2 separate regions of the Zea mays genome follow, and region 1 is linked to region 2. Evidence: chromatin contacts called from public Hi-C data. All regions are on one chromosome and are shown on one strand. Each heading gives the region's core, a stretch centred on a gene start, on an enhancer-like site or on the middle of the called end of the contact. The rest is flanking DNA. Distances are from core to core; before and after follow the strand shown.

What was found. A called contact is a pair of places that touch in the nucleus more often than the background predicts.
Region 1: a contact with region 2 is called in a Hi-C map of leaf mesophyll, with 2.6 times the contacts expected there. The contact joins the promoter of LOC100281648 here to the promoter of LOC103643907 in region 2. A contact is called at or near these places in 3 of 25 Hi-C or Micro-C datasets (bundle sheath, endosperm and leaf mesophyll).

What each region holds. Positions count from the first base shown.
Region 1 is chr1:275,432,113-275,436,510 of Zm-B73-REFERENCE-NAM-5.0, forward strand. LOC100281648 (seed maturation protein PM41) reads right to left here and starts at 2,858. Exons shown (of 1, transcript NM_001154567.3): 1 at 2,246-2,858. The coding sequence starts at 2,825. The coding sequence ends at 2,538. It also overlaps the pseudogene LOC111064654.
Region 2 is chr1:275,240,618-275,245,096 of Zm-B73-REFERENCE-NAM-5.0, forward strand. It overlaps LOC103643907 (receptor protein kinase TMK1), which reads right to left and starts at 2,296. Exons shown (of 2, transcript XM_008667078.4): 1 at 1-2,296. The coding sequence starts at 1,802. It also overlaps the pseudogene LOC100383842.

The DNA of each region.
Region 1 (4,398 bases), core at 1,608-4,107, 190 kb after region 2:
TCCTCAAAAGACTCATGCGCGGACTGTCCGGATACGTACCCGGACCGTCCGTGGTTATATGCGGGCCGTCCGTCTGGGTAGTTTGGGTTCTGCGCCGTGTGTGGTGGCTCGGGCGCATACCTAGGTAACTCATTAAAAATAGGCCCGACTGTTGCTGGCCCGGACGGTCCGCGCTCACGTGCGGACGGTCCGGGCATGTGCAGATCGGCTCGTTTGCTGCCGATTTGTGGTTGCTTAGGGTATGTGTCCATCGGCATCCCATAAAGGGGTTGTGACTGGTCGTGACAACCTGTAGCCGATGTGTTATACGCGTTGTCTCCTAACTCAACCTCGTGCGAAGGAAAATTTGCGGTACTAGATTTATCAAATGCACGTACTAGTCTCTTAAGATCGCTTTGCATACCCCCTATGATGTTCTGCATTTGTTCACGCTGATCTTCTACATAATTTCTAAGAGATTGCAGATCGTTAGTATTACTTACATTGGGGATATCTGGCGTGGGTTGGAGCGAAGCCGGATCCATCGCCCGATGTCGGACGACCTTGTTGTTCCTGTCCACTTTGAAGTTGGCCACGAACTTTGCTTTCGCCTCCTGGATCATCCGCTCCTTGTGCTCCTCAAACTGGAGCTGCTCGTCAGCCGGCAAGGTTTCCCAAGTCGGCTCTATGATGTTGCTTGGAGAAATATCAGAGCTATCCCTTGAACCGGCCATTGAGGGCCGATTTGATAAGCTTAGATATGTCGTCCCCAGCGGAGTCGCCAAAAAGTATGTTGACGCCTTTTTGGAGGCGCCAATTACTCAAGAGAACCAGCGGCGGTGCTTTCTGCACAGGGGCGGACGGTCCGCGCGCGGGGGCCGGACGGTCCGCAGCCTGATGCGAGGCGGCGGTGCTTTCTGGTCAGGCGCGGACGGTCCGCGGCACAGGGCCGGACGGTCCGCGACCTGGTGCAGGAGCCCGAGTTCCCTGCCTGACGGCCGGACGGTCCGCGCCCTAGGGCCGGACGGTCCGCGCGTGCGCAGGGGCGGCGGAAGACCGCCGACGGCGCCTGGATCTCGCTCCCGGGAGGGACCCCGTCGGGGAGGAGAGATCCTAGGTGGTGTCTAGGCTCGGGCCGGCCGACCTAGACTCCTCTAATCGACGTAGAGTCGAAGAGAGACGAAGAATTGGGGATTGGAAGGCTAAAGCTAAACTAGACTAGAACTACTCCTAGGATAAAATGCGAAATAGAAGTTGTATTGATTCGATTGTTGATGATCACAAATCGGCCGTAGACCTCTCTATTTATAGAGGAGGGGGGCTGGACCCTTTACACAACTGATTCCGAGCTAATCCCGCGAATATAGCTAACAACCGTAGCACAAAACTCGGAACCCTAATCTGTTCTGCGCACGCGCGGACCGTCCGGCCCACAGGCGCGGACCGTCCGGACCGCGGACCGTCCGGCCTCAGGGCCGGACCGTCCGGTCGCTCAATCTAGTGCTCAACAGGTGCTACACCGGACAGTCCGGTGAATTATAGCGGAGCGGCCTCCCAATTTCTCGAAGCTGGCAAGTTCAGCATCGATCTCCCTGGTGCACCGGACAGTCCGGTGCGCCAGACCAGGGCAGCCTTCGGTCCAATTTGCTCCTTAGTTGTGAACCTTTGGCACCTGTAGAACTCATAATCTAGAGCAAACTAGTTAGTCCAATAATTTGTGTTGGGCAATTCAACCACCAAAATTCATATGGAAAAGGTTTGATCTATTTCCCTTTCAGCGTCCCTGGTGGTTGCGCGCCTGTCCTCCTCGTCGGTGGTCGCGCGATCGTCCGTTCAGCCGGCAGCCGCGCGTGCTCTTCTCCTCCTTCCGATGAGCTGTCGTGCCTGCATCCCCGGTGGCTGCGCGCCCGTCCTCCGGTGGTCGCGCGGTCGTCCTCCTCTCCAGTGATCTGCCACACGTGCGACAGCACAGGGTCCACGAACACGGATAGCGGACGCACAGTAGCCTTCCAGGTTTAGCGGTTCTGGAAGCCTACCTCTATTTTAGCGTTTGTTTTAGCGGACGTTGTTGGAGGCTTCCAGGACGGTGAGTTCTGCTACATATAGCGTACAGACTCGTTTACAGTTCCTTGTTGGAGACAGCCTAAGACCTTGCACCCGACCGTTTATGACCCAACTATCACATTCTTATCCTATTCTTACTCTCTCTTAGCATTGGTTTCATGGCTTAGGAGTACCGGTTTTGAATTGCGATGCAAAGGATTTTGTGCATACATATGAAGATCATGTTCCTACATCTCATAATTCCCATTACAAGGCCACTCTCAATCAAGTGTCTCGATATAGTAGGGCCATTCAAACCTGTACAAGGAGAATTCACACATCTCTTTGTGGCTATACACAAATTTACAGAAGTGGTCTCATGTATAAAGATCTCAACTAAGATGTATAACTCGATAACTGATCGTACGTACTGTGTGCTGGACACATCCTTGTACTTTCACTTTCTGACTCGCTCGTTAACTAAGCAGCACATTAAGAAGCACATCCGGCTAGCATCAGCCGGTGCCGGTGACCCCGAGATCCGGCTTCCCGTCCTCCGTGCCGGCGCCGAACACCGGCCCGCCCTTGCCCGCGGCATCCTCGACCGCGTCCTCCAGCTTCCTGACAGGCAGCCCGCGCTCGTCCTCGGCCGACCGGAGCTCCGTCCGCGGAGTCTGCCTTCTCTCCTGGTCCTCTTGCCCCTGCCCCTGCCCCTGGGCCGCGCCGCCACCGGTGGCCGCAGCCGACGTGTAGGTGGTCGCCGTGAAGGCGCCCTTCGGCTGAGCTCCTTGCGCGCCTGACATGATTGCGTTGCGCTCCGTTCCGTTGCTAGCAGTAGCAGGCGTCCGTCGGCCCCTTTGCTTTATAAAAGCAACGAGCTGTGGTTACGTGTCGTGCCATCCTTGCTGAGCCGCTGCCACGTCGAACAGAGCTACGTCCAGAACTTGAACACGTGTGTACAGCGTATAGCTTGATCGTGTATGCACCCAAAAACGCTCACGGCTTCTGTTTGTGAGAAATCGGAGAAAGAAGAAGAAAAAGAGTTCACTGGTCGAGCCCATCCACCCGTCCTGTTCTGCAAGCGCTTCGCTCGAGGCCCGCCTTGGTAAAAATACGGCCCATATGGGCCCGTTAAGGGCGTCGAGGTAAGAGAAGAGGCTGGTGGAGCCGGGATAGCGCAGGGGCGGTTTTGCGAGAAGCTGGCAGGAGGCGGTGGCGCCGGCCGCCGGGGATCGGAGGCTCAGACGAAGAAGAGTGGGAAGGGAAGGGAAGGGAAGGTATGGAGAAAGTAGTTTGCACGAGCCGTCGATTTTTGATCTGGCGGCTAAGAAATAAAAGATCGAGTGGTAGGACCTACTGTGGGACCTTCTAGAACCTACAGCACCTACTCCTACTACGTACTAGTAAGGCTATCTCCAGCAACGTCCCCTAAATTTCATCCTCTAAAGGAATATTCTCTGTCTTTTACAGCACACTCTAAAAGATTCCGTTCTCTATATCTTATTCATCTCCAGCAGCGTCCTCTAAATTTCGTCCTCTATATCTCATCGGCCCATCCTTCTCATTAGACCAACTTAATTAACAGAATATATTCATTTACTAAGAAATAAGTACCAAAGAAATAAAAGGCATAACCTCGATACGAAAGCATCTACTACGTACCATGAATTGGCACGTACGACATGCAATTTACATGTACAATTACAAGAGAGACCGAGCATACAATTCCATCCCTTCCATGTTCTGAGCGGTGCTTCAACGATTGCAATTAATAAAAATGGCAAAAAACACAATAAGCATCGTTTGTTTTGGCTTAACAGCGACAACTGATTTCTGGGTGGCCGGTTCAGCATATCATCGAGCACCTAGTGCATGTCCTCCACCCACCTGTATGGCTGTGGCTTTGGAGCATACAGGTTGCCCAGATCATACCCGGCGGATAGGGCTGCCTACAACAGCACCGCGCCGCCGGAGGCCACCATGGACTCCATGCCCATGATGCTCCTTCCATGTGCTGGACCGAATCGGCACGCTCTGGACACGAATGTCGCGGACGAGACCACGCACGGCGCCACGTCGTGGAACCTCCGCCCTGACGGCCATGGCGTGGTGCTCAACGGGTTGGCGCAGCAGCAGAGCTGGTGGCGTAGCAGAGTTGTGTTGTGGCACGCTGTTGGCGAAGACGATAAGAACCAGGCAACAGCTCTGTGCGGACGGATAGCGGATGAACAACAACACTCCACATTTACCGGTCGTCGAGCTGCCGCTATATTTTAGCGAACCATTTGCCGGTTCTTGCTGGGGGCGGTAGCGGACGGCGAGAAACGCTAAATATAACATATCGAACGCTTTAGCGTCCCTTGCTGGGACAGCCTA
Region 2 (4,479 bases), core at 1,046-3,545:
CGGAGAACTTGGATTGAAATGACCATATTTCCACTTTCAACAACATGGATGTCCCGTGGACCACTGCTCGCTTGGCTATATGTCTCACTTGCGCGAGCACCACCATTAGCATTTCCCCCTGCAACTGTGATTTTAACCATGTCATCTGAACCTGAGTGCCTCGGATGGATAACCATGGCATGTGGACTCTGCACCCTTCCGAAAGGCTTCTGTTTTCTCTTGTAACAATAGAATCCTAATGCAGCAACAAGGCCTAGTCCAGCAACTGTACCAGCCACTGAGCCAGCAATGACTCCAACAGAAGATGAAGAGGAGCCCCCATTCCCATTGTTACCACTGCTTCCGCTACTGCTTCCTCCCGATGGACTGTTGTTGCTACTACCTGGTCCTGCAGTTGGTGCAGGAGCATCCTTGCCTATGTTAGGGTTACCAGCAGTATTCACCGCCACATTCTTGGAAGCAAAGGTAGGAAGTTTCCCATAGAGATTGTTGTTTGACAAATCAATTTTTGTCAGCAAAGGCAACACGGCAACCTCCTCAGGCACAGTACCAGTGATGTTATTGTTAGCAAGATCTAGCACCTTAAGTGAGCTAATCTTCCCAATGGCCGGTGAGATACTACCACTGAGACCCTTGTTGGCAAAAGTCAGCCCAGTAATGTTACCTTGGATGCAAGTAACACCCGGAAACATACATGGATCATTCCCCCTCCAATCCTCAGCAAGTGCCTTTGGGTACATGAACCCAGCCGCAACCTCAAGCAGCAGGCTCACAAGGGGATTGCACGGCTTCCCGGCTTCCTGCACACAGAACCGCTCTGTATCTGCTTCGATATCAGCATGAAGTCCATTGGGAATCTGAGGCATCGGACCCTGCAGCAAATTATTCGTCAGGGTCACGTTCTTCAGAGCCTTCAGCTTGAAAAGACTCTCAGGCACCGGCCCTGTGAGCATGTTGTCGCGAAGTTGCAAATCCCATAGATCATCAAACCCCGCGAAGTCCGGCAAGGGCCCAGTGAATTCGTTAGAATGCAGCCACAGTTGCTCCAGAGACGTCATGTTGCTGACAAAGCTAATCGACCCATTGAGGTGCGCGCCGTTGAGCCAGAGCTGCACCAGCGGCGCGCCGGCCAGCGACGCCGGTACGGGTCCTGACAGCTGGTTAAAGGAAAGCGACAGCCGCTGGAGCGCCGGCATCGCACCCAAGAAGTCCGGGAGCGTGCCAGAGACGTTGGCACTGATGGCCGAGAAGTTGGCGAGGGAGGCGCAGGCGGCGAGGGAGGCGGGGAGCGTCCACGACGCGAACGGGTTGTAGTCGATGGCGACGGCGGTGAGCCCGGTGAGGCCTTTGAAGAAGTCGGCGGGGATGGAGGCGAAGCTATTGTTATGGGCAAGTAAAACCTGAAGCGAGGAGAGCCCCGGGAGCAAGGGCAGCGGGCCGGAGAGCTTGTTGTCGAAAACCTCGAGGCGGGTGAGCTCGGTGAGGTCGCCCACCTCCGGAGGCAGGGTCCCCGTGAGGCCGCGCGCACCGACCTGGATCGCGGTGACGCGGCCCGACGAGTCGCATGACACCCCGTCCCACCGCTTCGGCGAGCAGGGGTCGCCGGCGACGTCCCATCCCAGCGTCTTGTCCGCGCCAAGCGCCTTCGCCACAGCCCGCATCGCCGCCACGTCCGACGGCGACGTCTCCGCCGCCGCGCCAGCCTCGAGCGCCATCAGAACCAGGACCACGAGCCCGCACCAACGACCCGCGGCGCCCTCGTGCCGCCGCCGCCGCGCGGTGAAGGCGGTGGGGAACGGCATTGCGTCAGAGAGGCAGAGTTAGAGAAGAGAGGAGAAGAGAGAGAGACTGGACTAGTTTTGGAGGTGAGATTTTAAGTGGAGAGAGAGAGAGAGAGAGAGGTAGTACAGGGCACATGGGCAAGGGGAGAGGGCCGGTGGCACATGCGTGGGTCCCGCCCGCCGTGGGTGGGGAAGCAGATTTTAGCTAGGGCTGCAGCCTCCCCGGCGTGATAATGACGGGACTACCCCCTCTCGGTTGCGCCGGTTTGAACCCGGTCTCGCACAGCGGCGAGGGCACGAGAAGCCGGGGCGAGGAAGACGACGCCAGCTGCCCAGCTCACGCCCGCCAACGCGTGGGGACCACGCGGCGGTGGCTGTAAAGCGCCGCGATCCCTGCACCAAAAGGCGGGGCGATTTGCGTCTGTCTCTTCTCTTCTCGCCTGTCTCCGCACTGGAGCAGAGCTGGACGGGCCGCCAGGGGCCCAGAGGCCAGCGTCACGGGTATTCACGAATCCAAGGGACGGGTAAGGTGTGGGACCGCAAGATTGCCGGGTCGAATCGCCACGCCGCTGGGCTCAGCGCGGGCCCGGTGTGTCAGTGGCAAGGTACGGACGGGTAGCCACGGCCGCGTTGGCCGGCGTGCGCGTCCGGCTCCGGAATTCAATGGACGACGGCACGAACAGGTTGGGATCCTTTGTGGCCGGAAACGCTACTGCTGCTGTACCAGTGGTACCACGTTCATGTTGTGTTGTACCCGCTCCTCGCACGGCGCGTAGGCGTAGGGAAATGCTACTGCTGCTGTACGTACGTGCGTGTGGCATCTCTATGCGCGGCTGGCGAGTAATGTTGGCCGGGGCGGGGGCAGCCACGGGCCACCAGGCACCAGCTACCGAAGCGGTGGACTGGTGGAGTGGCGGAGACGCAAGACGGTTTAGTTGGCGTTGTCCACGGCGTCGGAACTCGGAACAGTAAAGAGGCATTGCCCCGCAACGGAGGCAAAGGTAGTGTTGGTGACTTGGTGTGGCCAGAGTCCCCGAATTCGACGATACAGACAACACTATATAGAAATTCTCGGTTAACGGTAATTTTTAGGATTTCGGGGTGTGTCAGCATCTCAGACAGGAGCAATGAGCATACAGCGAGAACAAGTCACGGGACACGAGAGTCCATCGTCCAAACGCTAAGGTTACTGAGACAATATGGGCCAAGTAGTGGGTCGGCTATCTATGGGTCGCTTGATATTCTAGCAGTACTATATAAAAGACAAACACTTGTGTAATAGGGCATGAACAATTTAGCTATCAAACATCAGACAAACTCGTCTTTCTCCCAGATATTCCCTTCTCCAAGTCTCATTCTCCTCTGAGCTCTTCCTCTCCTATCCCCCTTTCCAGGTGTTGCTAACATTTGGTATCAGACTAAGAATCGATCTTGATGGAGACCACGATGCAGGATATTCTAGACGCACTGGCGCGCATGGAGGCACGCTTGACCGATGCACTGGTGGGTCGCTGCGGCGAGCAGTACGCACGCGAGCACACTTCCCCCTTCGATGGATCCGCGCCTCCTCCTTCCATCTTCAACACACAGTACCGCGACGAGGCAATCCTTCCGCCTCTCGTCCACGACGACGCTGCGAAGGTGGCGTCCTTGGATTCAGGAAACGACTTTGGCCTGCAGCAGACCGCCACGGTGCTTGCGTACCTGGGGTCCGACGAGATGCCTTCATTGACCACGCTCCTCGCCGGCTCGGTATTCGACCACTTCATCCCGCCACTCTACGACGACGACCGCTACACCACGCCACAATCGTCTGTCGGTACTATCGCCAACCCTGACGACGACCTCCTCCAGGAGCTCGACGGGTTGGACGAGGACGCCGCGAGCGCCAACGCGGCTGACGACGATTCAGGCGCTGTCCACGTCCATGCGCCGCTCAACCCCGACGCGACGCTCGACTCGAACGTCGACACCAGTGGATCACCGCGCTACCCGTGCCTCCCCGAGGGCGCGACGTTGTTCCGTCGGAACCCGGATAAGAAGATCCACGATGGGCTCATCGGCGGCATCAGCCAGCACATCTGGAGCATCGTGGACGAGGTCGAACACACGACCTCAGGGCTGGTCCAGACGCTCATCGCCGTCGACAGGCACTTCGACCTCATCATCAAGGCGAGGATCAAGCACTTGGATCCGTTACCTCCGCTCGTCCCCAACACCGACGCAGAGGAGGAGGAGGTTCTCACGACCACGTCCACCAGGTGTTCGAGAATGGGCATCAACCGTGGCGCATACTCCGTCCCCAACCTCCTCGTGGTCTGCATCGTGGGCGCACCCAAATTCAACGAATACAGCACCAACCGCGTCCTGCACCGCACGCGGCTACAGCGCCCTCCGCTCTAGCAACTGATCGTCGACCCTGTCAGCGCCGTCCACGGCGGCGACGACTATGAGCTGTCCCACAGCGAGGCAGGCAGTGTTCTCGCGACCGCCGCGCTTCCCAACCCGCGCGAGAAGATCCGTTGTCAGCTCGTCAACAGGACGAGGCTGGCCCGCGACGTCCGCCTCATCTTCTCCCTGACATCGTCGAACCAGGTGCTCAGCCTTCACATGAGCACACATGACTTTGACTGCGCCAGCGTCGACAGGAAGTCCTGCTTGCGGGCGTACACGCTGACGAGCATGGAGGACGAGGTTG